Linked DNA regions of Mus musculus: all the other regions are linked to region 2. Evidence: chromatin contacts called from public HiChIP or PLAC-seq data. All regions are on one chromosome and are shown on one strand. The core of a region is the stretch at or near the end of the contact, and the rest is flanking DNA. Distances in the headings are between cores, read along the strand shown.

What was found. HiChIP or PLAC-seq counts read pairs in DNA pulled down with a chosen protein or histone mark.
Region 1: a contact with region 2 is called in an H3K27ac HiChIP or PLAC-seq map of embryonic stem cells, with 6 read pairs. The contact joins the promoter of Fbxo44 here to the enhancer-like site in region 2. A contact is called at or near these places in 2 of 39 promoter capture datasets (the HPC-7 cell line and pre-B cells) and 1 of 115 datasets of contacts at active chromatin or transcription factors (embryonic stem cells).
Region 3: an H3K27ac HiChIP or PLAC-seq map of embryonic stem cells shows a contact between it and region 2, with 7 read pairs. The contact joins two enhancer-like sites. A contact is called at or near these places in 7 of 39 promoter capture datasets (the 3T3-L1 cell line, cranial neural crest, frontonasal cranial neural crest and 4 more), 1 of 484 Hi-C or Micro-C datasets (nephron progenitors), 12 of 115 datasets of contacts at active chromatin or transcription factors (differentiating embryonic stem cells, embryonic basal ganglia, embryonic hindbrain and 3 more) and 1 of 9 other capture datasets (macrophages).
Region 4: a contact with region 2 is called in an H3K27ac HiChIP or PLAC-seq map of embryonic stem cells, with 4 times the contacts expected there. The contact joins the promoter of Cort here to the enhancer-like site in region 2. A contact is called at or near these places in 10 of 39 promoter capture datasets (the 3T3-L1 cell line, cranial neural crest, embryonic stem cells and 5 more), 1 of 484 Hi-C or Micro-C datasets (embryonic stem cells), 6 of 115 datasets of contacts at active chromatin or transcription factors (embryonic basal ganglia, embryonic stem cells and large pre-B cells) and 4 of 9 other capture datasets (adipose tissue, embryonic stem cells, liver and 1 more).

What each region holds. Positions count from the first base shown.
Region 1 is chr4:148,158,763-148,161,462 of GRCm38.p6, reverse strand. Fbxo44 (F-box protein 44) reads left to right here and starts at 1,369. Exons shown (of 6, transcript NM_173401.5): 1 at 1,369-1,720; 2 at 2,640-2,700. The coding sequence starts at 2,662. It overlaps Fbxo2 (F-box protein 2), which reads right to left and starts at 795. Exons shown (of 6, transcript NM_176848.1): 1 at 752-795. The coding sequence starts at 773.
Region 2 is chr4:148,649,896-148,652,595 of GRCm38.p6, reverse strand. It overlaps Gm572 (predicted gene 572), which reads right to left. Exons shown (of 12, transcript NM_001368835.1): 2 at 1,354-1,454. Among named protein-coding and RNA genes, the nearest start is that of Gm572, 7.9 kb to the right of the region's middle. Within about 2 kb of position 1,430, at least 25 of the 459 cell types and tissues checked have an H3K27ac peak or open chromatin away from gene starts, as enhancers often do. A contact at or near this core is called in embryonic stem cells and pancreatic islet, where this site is marked.
Region 3 is chr4:149,048,208-149,050,907 of GRCm38.p6, reverse strand. All of the region lies in intron 2 of Pex14 (peroxisomal biogenesis factor 14), which reads left to right. Among named protein-coding and RNA genes, the nearest start is that of Gm42351, 39 kb to the right of the region's middle. Within about 2 kb of position 1,432, at least 195 of the 459 cell types and tissues checked have an H3K27ac peak or open chromatin away from gene starts, as enhancers often do. A contact at or near this core is called in embryonic stem cells, where this site is marked.
Region 4 is chr4:149,125,326-149,128,025 of GRCm38.p6, reverse strand. Cort (cortistatin) reads left to right here and starts at 1,263. Exons shown (of 2, transcript NM_007745.4): 1 at 1,263-1,499; 2 at 2,553-2,700. The coding sequence starts at 1,380.

The DNA.
Region 1 (2,700 bases), core at 120-2,619, 490 kb after region 2:
CAGGAAGAAAACGGTAGCCTATTCTGGGGCCCTGTGGATGATGTTGAAGCCAGGCACCGACTGAGAGTGAGGACTTGGGAGTAGGAGGGAAGACTGGCCACCTCTGTTCCCTCACCTCCTCCCCTAAAGAGTGAACACTCCGAGCTGAGCATAGTTAGTGAGGAAGGGATAAGAGTCAAGGCAGGCAGGTCTGACTCAGCAAGCAGCCCCCTACAGGCCCAGCAGGGAGCCGGAGGGCAGAAGGGGTGGGGTCTTTGGTGCCAGAAAAGATGACTGGGCAATCCTTGAGGACCCAGAGCTTCTGCCAAAAGCAGCCTTCCTCACCCCTAGCCTGGTTCCCACGGAACAGCCCCGCTACTCCAATACAAGACGGCCCCTCCAGAGAAGGGAGTCCCTCAGGAAGCTAGGATGGAGGCAGGATAAAGTTTGTAAACCCTAGGACCCCGCGGGGACTCCGGAGGCTCAAGAGGCAGGGAGGGCAGCGCTAGCAAATGGAAGAAGTTCATGGAAGCAAAAGCTTGCAAGAACCCGGCTCTCAAACCCCAGGAAGTCTGGAGCCTGAGATGCCAGAGTCCTCCGATGCCATTTTGGAGACCCAGGCGTCCTCCTCCCTCCACACCACGACACCAGGCAGAAACCTGCTCCCTAGACTATCTCTAGGGTTTTCCTGGCGCGAAAGTTTGAGCGCCTTCTGCGGCGCTGGTCCGCCCTGTCTCCCGAGTCTGTATCTAGCGGGGCCAGCAGCGGATACCTGGATCACCATCTCCATCCATCGCTGCGGTGCTGTCAAGAGAGAAGAGCCTGAGCGCTGCGGGTGGCGAGTCCTGGAGCTGCCCGCGTCAGCCGGGCCCGCGCCGCCGCGCCTCTTAAAGGCCCCGTGCGCCCCGCCTCTGGCCCCCGGCTAAGGGCTGGGAGTCCTGTACCCCCCCACCCCCACCCCCCGCCCCGTAACCCAAGGTGCGGCTTCCGGGAGGAGCCTGGGACTGGAGAGGGGCAGGGACAGCTACAGAATGGGTGGGCTTCTAGTGTGCCTGGAGGATGACTGCAGGAGGACATATGGAGTCGGACTACTGGGGAGTAGAGGGTGCTGGCGCCGAGCCCAGTGGAGTTGGGGGTATCGGAGCTTTCCTCCTCCCCAACCCCCCAGGTAATTTTCCTACGCTGTGATGGGGGCGAATCCGGGGAGTGCGCGGGTGAGGCGGGGCCTGAAGGAATGGTGGGCGGGGCCTTGAGGGCAGTGGGCGGGGCCGCATCGTGAACCAACTCTGGCAGAAAGGCGCAGTTCCAGTACCCAGCGTTGTGGGGCAGCCGGACTAAAAGCTGGTGACGGAGAAAATGGGGTGGGGCGTGGGGCGTGGTCTGACAAACAGTGGGCGGGTCGCACCCCGGGCCTCCATTGGTCCGTAAGGCTCATCCCCAGGATCCAAGGGTATGGCGCAGCGCGACCAAAAGTAGTTGACAAGGAGAATGGGGAGGGAGAGGGGCCAGTGTTGTGGGATGGGGATGGGGCGGGGTCTGATGAGTAGTAGGCGGGGCTGTGTCTTGGGTGCTGTTCTCCAACGTAACCCGGCTAAGAGCAGGTGACAGAAGGAGGGGAGCAGTGAGCGCCCCAGCAAGGAGACGTTTGGCGGGCAGTAGGCAGGTCTGCCTTCCGGGCCACGCAGGCTCGGGCTGTACAGCCCCACGGCCTGGCAGGATCGCTCAGCGCGACGGATCGCAGGTGACTGCGGGAGGGGGAGCGCCCAGTTCGGGGACTGAGGCACAGTGGGCAGAGACCTAGAGGGGAGGGGGGGGGCGCGCGCGCTCTGCGATCATGAGGGCCTAGCGCCTTTAAGGCCCAGGCCTCAGGCTTTCTCCCCTCCCCTCCCCCCACTGTACTGTGAGGCTTCGAAGAACTGGGCTATGGACGCCATCGGTGCTCAGAGATCTGAATCTGGTCTTGAGCAAGGTAGCCCGTTTTAGAGCCAAGCATAAATGGGAGACTGCAGGGGGCCGGGGCGGGTGGGGGGGGTGCGGGAGGGAGATAGGAAGGCTCTTTTCCACTCGTACATCTTTCCTCAGGCTCAGGTAAACGGGTCATATTCTCTGAGATCTTAAGAACGTCACTGAGCCCTTTGTACTCCGTGACCGGTCCTGAGGGCCAGTGATAACCCCCGATCATCATCTCTGTCCCTTTCCCCGTGTGGGGGATGGGGAGGAAATGAAGAGTGGCAAGCTGGAGGGCTCACAAGGCCTCCCATTGTTACCCTCCTCTTAAAAGACTGCTGGCCTATTGAAAATGGCTGGCTCTACCTTCAGTGAGAGCCGGAGCTGCCTCCCCTCCTCTCCTGTTTGTGTGACCTTGGGAAGGTCCCTGGGCGTCCTTAGAGGCTGTTCTTAGGTGCCCGGGTTGGGGGAAATCAGATCTCATGGTTTATTAAGCAACTCCCCGGCCCATGCACCTTGAGCTTCTAGTGACCCAGGAGGGAACTACCATGCCCCAGCCCCTCGTCCCGTTTACTGTGGAAACAGAAGGTCAGAACAGCACAGCAACTCTGTGGCCCCCCGCAGAGTTGGGAATCTCTCTATCCCTGGGTGCTGGGATTGCCACTCGCCAGGGAGAAGGCTCGGTGTATAGCACGGCTCTCCAATACCCACAGGAGCTGGCTAGGAGACGCCACCATGGCAGTAGGCAACATCAACGAGCTGCCAGAGAACATC
Region 2 (2,700 bases), core at 181-2,680:
TGTAATGGGATCCGATGCCCTCTTCTGGTGTGTCTGAAGGCAGCTACAGTATATATATATATATATATATATATATATATATATATATATATATATATATATATAAATTCTTTTTTATTATTTTATGTATATGAGTACATTGTTGCTATACAGATGGTGTGAGCATCATGTGGTTGCTGGGAATAGAACTCTGGACCTCTGCTCGCTCCGGGCCCCACTCATTCCAGCCCAAAGATTTATTTATTTATTATGTAAGTACACTGTAGCTGTGTACACAGATGGCTCACAACCATCCGTAATAAGATCTGATGCCCTCTTCTGGTGTGTCTGAAGACAGCTACAGTGTGCGTAGATATAATAATAAATAAATCTTTTTTTTTTTAAAAAAGGAGGGAGTTGGGTGGAGGATCACAACACAGGGCTTGAACCAGAATAAACGTTCAGCAAACATGTGCTACTCTTGTTGTATCTTTTGTGTGGTGAGTGACTGACAATGGAGACCCCAGGACTCAACTGGTTTGAGGAAGTCTGGGCTCTACTAGTCTTTGCCAGGAGATTGATGATAAGTCCCTCACTCCTCTGCACTCTAATGTAAAAATGAGTTAGTGATCCTGGTGCAGTGGTGCACACCTTTAATCCCAGCACTTGAGAGTCAAGAGGCCAGGAGATTTCTTCAAGTTCAAAGCTAGCCTGTCTATATAACAAGTTCCAGGCCAGACAAAGCTGTATATTGAGACCCTGTACCAAAAAACAAAACAAGCTAGGCAGTGGCACACACCTTTGATCCCAGTACTCAGAAGGCAGAGGTAGGCAGATCTCTGAGGCCAGCCTGGTCTGCATCAGAGAGAGTTCCAAAAGGACAGCAGGGGCAACAGAGAAACCTTGTCTTGAAAAAAGCAAAAATCAAACAACAAAGGTCTGGCAATGGTGGCGCACACCTTTAATCCCAGCACTCAGGAGGCAGAGGCAGGCGGATTTCTGAGTTCAAGGCCAGCGTGATCTACATAGTGAGCCCAGGACAGCCAGGGCTACACAGAGAAACCGTGTCTCAAAACAAACAAACAAACAGCAAAGGTGAAAACAACAAACTGTGTTGCCGCCAAGTCTCCCTGCCAGGCCTGGTGCAGAGCCTGTGCCAGATACTTCAAAACAAGTGCTGCCATCCATGTGAGGAAGCCTGGTCCTGCCTCTGGCACCAGCTGCCCTGAGAATCCCAGCACTTGGGCGGCCATCCAGGCCGGTGTGCTGGCTACAGATGCCTTCTGCCTTCCATGTAAGCATGGCAAGTTGTCCGTCTGAGGAGAGGGGACCGCCCAAAGCCTGTTGTGAACCAGAAAAGCTTGATTGATTTACCTGTCAGAGCTCCATGCGCTGGGCGAGGCCTGTCCTTGTTTGACCTGACAGGGAGGATCCATGGGAACACAGCAGGCTGAATGCAAGCCAGACAGATGGCCCTGCAAGGAAGAGCGAAGGGCATGGAGCAGGTGCCCAGCCCAGCAGGGCTGCCTCGGCTGTCTTCATACAGCCGGGCAATTATATCTCATTTTTGGTTCTGTTTTCTTTTCATTTTTTCTTGCTTTTATTGTTGTTGTGTTGTGTTGTGTTTTAAGACAGTGTGCTAATCTTAACCTCGCTATACAGCCCAGGCTAGCCTCTAACTTGGAATCCCTCCTGCCTTTGCCTACCAAATACCCAGATTACAGGTGCGCAGCATCTCCATTACAGCTCATCTAGTCAATTATATTTATGTATATATGGATTTTATTATTTTTTTATTTTTGCTCTGCTACGGGGTCAAATCCAGGGCATCAGAATGCTAAGCAAGCACTCTACCGCTGAATTACACCCTAGCCCCAGAGATATATTGTTTGCATGCCTACCATGGGCAGTAGCCAAGACTTGGACCAAGCAGCAAAGACAAAGAAAGAAATGAATAGTGGAATCTTCCATAGCAAGCAAGCACCAAAGAAGAAACAGGGATGAGAGGCAGGGACGGGAACTGGGGATGCTGAGGGAGGATACTTCCCAGGACATCAATGTAAAAAAAGGGTTTCCGAAAAGGCAACATTGTGATACAGATTTTACAATGAATCCACGTTAAGGATTAAGTCATTATTGATGAGGGAGCCCTGCAGATTTACAGCCAGTTTAAAGGAGAGAGAGAAAAAAGAAAAGAAAAAAGGAGGAGGAGGAGAACAAGAAGAAGAGGAGGAAGAGGAAGAGGAAGAGGAGGAAGAGGAGGAGGAGGAAGAGGAAGAGGAGGAGGAGGAGGAGGAGGAAGAGGAAGAAGAAGAAGAAGAAGAAGAAGAAGAAGAAGAAGAAGAAGAAGAAGAAGAAGAAGAAGAAGAAGAAGAAGAAGAAGAAGGTGGTTTTGTTCTAGAATCCAGGATGTTGGGATGAATTTGCTGACAGACTGACAGACTGACAGACTGACAGACAGACAGACTGCCACAAAGGGAGGCAGAAGTTCTGAATGAACATCCCTGTCACACACACCAACCCTTTGACAAGAATCCTTCCCACACCTCAGGGTTCTCCACAGCTTAAAGAACCACACAGTGTTAGACAGACGACTCCATCATTAAGTACACGATATTCGGGGAAAGCCAGCCTAGGTGAAGTGCACCCCTAATCCCTGCACCGGGGAAGCAGAGTCATGTGGTTCCTAGGGGCTCCCTGGCTAGCTCATCTGTCTGGATT
Region 3 (2,700 bases), core at 183-2,682, 400 kb before region 2:
CAGCTCGCCATCCGAGTAGTGCATTTCCAATTCCTATGTTGTACTCTGGTTTGAAAATCCTCGAGCCGGCCAGCATTCTCTGCCGTGAACCACACTCTGCGTGCAGAGTCACACTGCTGCTTTACTCTGCAGAGGGCCAGGAAGTGCTCTAGAGCGACAGCAGGAGTCAGGACTTGGTTGTCTGGTGTCGGCCACAGGTCTGCTGCTTGGTGGAGCTGCAGGTGATCTTTAGCTGTCCAAATCTGCCATTTCTAACTTTTGCTATCTTTAATTAACTAATTAATTTTCTTTAACATGTATGAGTGTTTTGTCTGCATGTTTGTCTATGTACTACTTGTGTGCCTGGTGCCTGCAGATGCCAAAAGAGGGTTGGATCCCCCAGGAATTGGAGTTATAGACAGTTGTGAGCCTATCTATGAGTGCTGGGAATGGAATCCAGTCCTCTTAACTGCTGAGCCATCCATCCATCTCTCTAGCCCCAGATTCTTGGAACTTAAGCTATTTGTAGGCTGTGGCAGCTCCTTTCTGTATTCAAACCTTAGTTGTCGATGCTTTAGTCCCTTTCCCCCTTAGCTATCTGTCCGAGGTACCAGTTAATGACTCCTCAGAAGGTTTTAGCTTATACAGATATTTCAGCACACTCCTGCAGTCTCAGCATCTTGGCAGGCCGAGGCAGGAGGCTATGAATTCTGAGCCTGCCAGTGCATGTAATGGAGACAACATTTCCCGATGCCGACATTCTCTCCCGTGGAACACACAAGCCCATCTTGCCCTGTGATCAGCAGGTGTCAAGCCCTCCAGAGGGAGTGCTTCACATGCCACCTGGTAGTCATTTATTTTGTGTCCAGCCCCAGTGATGACTTAATCCTTAAGGTTGCCACTTTCAGGGACACAACCTTTCTTTGTTCCTGTCACAGCTTAGTCATGCATGACAAGAGAGAACTTGGCCCAGACTTGAGAAGTGGGAGCTGCAGTAGTTCTCTATGAGCCAAGCTCTTGAGCTCCTGAGCGGAGCAGTAATTGGGAAAGCATAACATTTAGCGAGCAGCAGAGAGAAGGAACCCAGGTATCATCAGGAAGGTCCTGGGGCCGGCCTGCTGCATAGCTTTAGTGCTGGTCTCCAGCTCGCCGCTCTCCTTAGGAGCATCAGCACCGTGGACACTGAGTCATTACATTCCTTTGCAGTGATTCAACTCAGCAGCTTGACACCTTCATTAATTTTACAACACAAAGCCTGGGTGTTTTCTGCTTCCTCTTTAGCAGTGCAGGGAGTTAGAGGGGCTGCGGACAAGAGCAGCAAGGAGCTATGGAGAGATGCTGCTCTGGGCTTTGAGTGCCTTGCTCTTGTTGGTGCTTCCCGGGATCAAGTCTCCGACTCTTGCTACCACTCAGTTCTGGCGCGTAAACCTTTTATTTCTGTTCCTGGCATGCTAGCTCACCGACCTCCGGCTCAGAGCCAGCTCGTTTGCCTTCTCTGCTGAGGTCACTGCTACCGTGATCCGTGTATAATGGCATTTCCCTCCTCTTTTCAGTATGGAGGCTATTACAGTTTCCTCTCTAAACAGGACTTCAAACAATCCGCTGCCAGTCGGATTTCAAAGCCAAGGAAAAGGCAAATGTCATCCTTTTTTTCTCCCCTCTTTGGGTAACTGCTTTGTTGGCTGCATCAGAAATTAGAGGGGTTGCTGTGGAAATTCAGGTGGGGATGTGTGGGGACAAGGCATTTAAATTTGCTTTTCTTTCTGCCTAAAGGAGAAAATCCTTTTCCTTCTCAACCTTTCCTAAAAAGGAACTTTGATCTTCTCAGCCCAGAGGCCGGGGTTTTCATTTCCTCTATAGCCGGCTGGCGTGTTCCGCTCCTTCTGCAGTGAGGGCACTCAGTGGTGTGCAGCATCTGCAGCCCTGCCCCGCGGCTCGCCTGCCCCAGGCTCCAGCTGCCTCTGTGCAGTAAGTTGGCCCAGAGTCCTCTGCTGAGCAGGAAAATCTCTCCCAAGTCACCTGGTCCCTGAGACCACTGTCACTTGGTACTAAGTAGTGTGGGTGGTTTAAGATAGTTTACCGCCACATTCCTCTCTGGAAGAACTATTCCCATAAAACAACAAAACACTGGCATGTGACGGGGAGTCACTCTCGCAGTATTTTTAACTAGGGCCAAGGGGGGGGAAAATGTGAATGACAGAGAGATTTCACTTTGAAAGGTAGTTTTTGCACATGCAAAGTTGCCACTTTTCATAGAGGCTTTTACTTCATTTATCAATGTTTTAAGAGAGGCTGGGGTCAATAATGCATGCTTTAGACTCCCCTAAATACAGATTTACACAATAGCCCCTAAAATATATTATGTTGAATCACGTCAACTCCTCTCTGCTGCTGTTGCTGCTGCTGCTGCTTCTTTTTTTTTGTTTTTTGTTTTTTTGTTTTTTTTTTGTTGTTTTTTTGTTTTTGTTTTTCGAGACAATGTGTCTCTGTGTAGCCCTGGCTGTCCTGGAACTCACTCTGTAGACCAGGCTGGCCTCGAACTCAGAAATCTGTCTGCCTCCCAAGTGCTGGGATTAAAGGCATGTGCCACCACGCCCAGCTTTCCTCTGTGCTTCTACAGAGGTGTTTTATTCTTTAATGTGAAAAACAAAAGGAGCAAGGAAAAGAAAACAAAGGAAATTAGGGCTCACATGCATACATAATCACTACAGGGCTGGAACC
Region 4 (2,700 bases), core at 14-2,513, 480 kb before region 2:
ACCCCATGGTGGAAGAGGGACCTCGGGAAGGTCTCTAGAGCGGGGCGTGTTTTACTTTGGAAGGAGCCGACTTTCAGTTGCTTTGTTTCAGTCTCGAGCCTCCCTTGGATCTTGGTGTTCTCTAGTGTCTGAGATGGGGTTTCAGGTCTGTCTGCATATGCGGGGTCCATCCCTCACATCCCCACAATTCTCAACCTGGACCTGTGAAGGGCCAGGAGGTGGCCCAGGACTTTGTCACTGTCTTGGGAAGGAAGTGGGCTGTCAGCTGGCCGAGTCCAGGTTTCTCAGGAAGTGACTGTGACCTATACAAAGAAAGCATCCCTTACACTTGGCCAGTCTATCGACGTGCATGTCTACATTTTCAAAAATGGTATCTATGACGGGGAGAGGGAGATGCACGTGTGTGCTACAGCGGGAGTGTGGGTCAGAGGTCAAGTTTGTTAGGAACCGGTGTGTTCTTCCGTTTTACCATTATCTGGGGGCCAGAGTGGAGCTGCAGGTTACCAGGGTTGCATCGCAACTGCTGTGCTCAGTGAACCATCTTCCTGGCCTCGTTTCTTTCTATCTTTTTTTTTTTTTTTTTTAAAGAAATGTGCAAACTGCTGACCTGGGCATCTTGGAAAGCCCTAGACCAGGAACTCTGCAAGTGTGCATGTCACTGAGAGGCCCAGGACAGCGTCCGTGGCACTGAGATGCAGAAGGCCTTTGGTCCCGTCTCTCTTCTGCATCCGCATCTATACTTGAGCGAGTCAAAGGTCTAGCCTGGGGCAGAGGGCAGTCTGGGACATGCTCTTGGTTCATCCTTCCTTGCGACCTGGTGAACACTGGGGCCATCCTGTGACCCTGGGTCTTCTCTGTACCTGGTTACTTCTGCTCGTAGCCGATTCAGACATGCCTGCTTTTAGCTCCGGGGATGGACGGAACCGTGGTAGGCACGTGCTGGGCTGAGCTGAGCTGCGTCCCAGCCTGCAGTCTTGCTTCTCCTGGGTAAGACCCCACATCTTCAGCTCTTTACCCAGGCCTGATTTCATATTCTGTTAAATCACCCGGCTTTGTTCTGATGGCTTCCTGCTTGCCACAGGCACAATCACAAGGAAGCAGAACTCCCAGAGCAAGCGCGCATGTGTTCTAAAATAAGAGCAGATTCACTCCAAACACAGGAAAAGTCCCGAGTCTTTAATTAAGGGGCTAAATCCAACCCCACAAATGTTTCTTTCTGTGAGAGCTGATTGCTCCGGCTTGTGCGTCACCGCGTGAGTGTGGAGAGGCGTGTAGGTTTTCAATGAACGAGTGCAGACCCCCAAGCAGGTGGTGCTAGAGCTTAAAACACCACAGAAGAGACCCTCGTCCACCAAGCACAGACCTCAGCACGTCCGAGGATGATGGGTGGCCGAGGCACAGGAGGCAAGTGGCCCTCAGCCTTCGGGCTGCTGCTGCTCTGGGGGGTCGCAGCCTCCGCCCTTCCCCTGGAGAGTGGCCCTACTGGCCAGGACAGTGTGGTGAGTGCACCTGCTCAGTTTGTCTCTGTAATTCTGACCACTCAGTCCTGCATGATGTGTTCTGTGTTGTGGTGTGTGTGTGTCCCTAGGATTTTACAACGCCCCATTCAGACCCCTGGTCCCTGTTTGCCCTCAGTTCTCCTAGCCTGGGTCTGTCAGGGACTCCTCTCTGCTGGTGTCTGCTTTGGAGACAGGGATTGCTTCCAGCTGTCACAGCGCTCCACCGTCTTCTCTGCCGTGAGACCAGTCACACGGACTTCCAGAGCCTTAATTTATATACACAGCTATACTCTCACTCGCTCAAATAATTCCTGCCCTCTTGTTCTCCATGGTGTAAATTTTATAATTTCATCAAATGATTTACTTTCTCTTTTTTCCATTTTTGAAAAAGTTCCAAGAAAGAGTCCATAAAGTTGACCATTAAAAGTGGATTTTTCTTTGAGATCACCAGATGAGTTTCAGATGGGTCGTTTATCATCAGAGTACTCCTAGAAACTTCCTGAGGAGTTTGAAAGAAGGCCCAGACTTAGCGACTCAGTCTGTTCTGATTTCTGAACATCCAGGAGGATGTGTGGAGGTGGGAGAGCCTGTGGACCCAGGGCCTCTCAGCTGGCAGCCATTTTGACAGCTTTCCTAGTCTCAGAGCTGAGGACCTCAGCACAGATTATAAGGTAGAAGTTAAAGCACTTTATTTGTTTTCAAGATAAGGCCTCACTGTGTGTAGCCCAGGCTAGCCCAAGCTCACAGTACTCTATCTGCTGTTGCCTCCTGACTGCCGAGTCCAAAGGTCTCTGCTACCATGCTTGAAAAAAATCAGCATTTTTATTTATTTATTTATTTATTATTATTGGACTGGTCTGTTTTTCTCCACTGAGCAGTTTCTCTAGAGTCCGTCTCACTCTGACTTTGAGGGAGTGTGGTTTGTTAAGGAACAGTTTGCTCTCTGTGGGGGGTGGGGGTGGGGGGGCATATCCGAAGGCTGAGTGAGTCCCAGTGAGTGAGTGGTGAGTGGTTGCTTTTCTCTCCTTTGTTATCTGCTTCTCTAAAACACAGCAGGAAGCCACCGAGGGGAGGAGCGGCCTTCTGACTTTCCTTGCCTGGTGGCACGAGTGGGCTTCCCAAGCCAGCTCCAGCACCCCCGTCGGAGGGGGTACCCCCGGGCTGTCCAAGAGCCAGGAAAGGCCACCCCCCCAACAGCCCC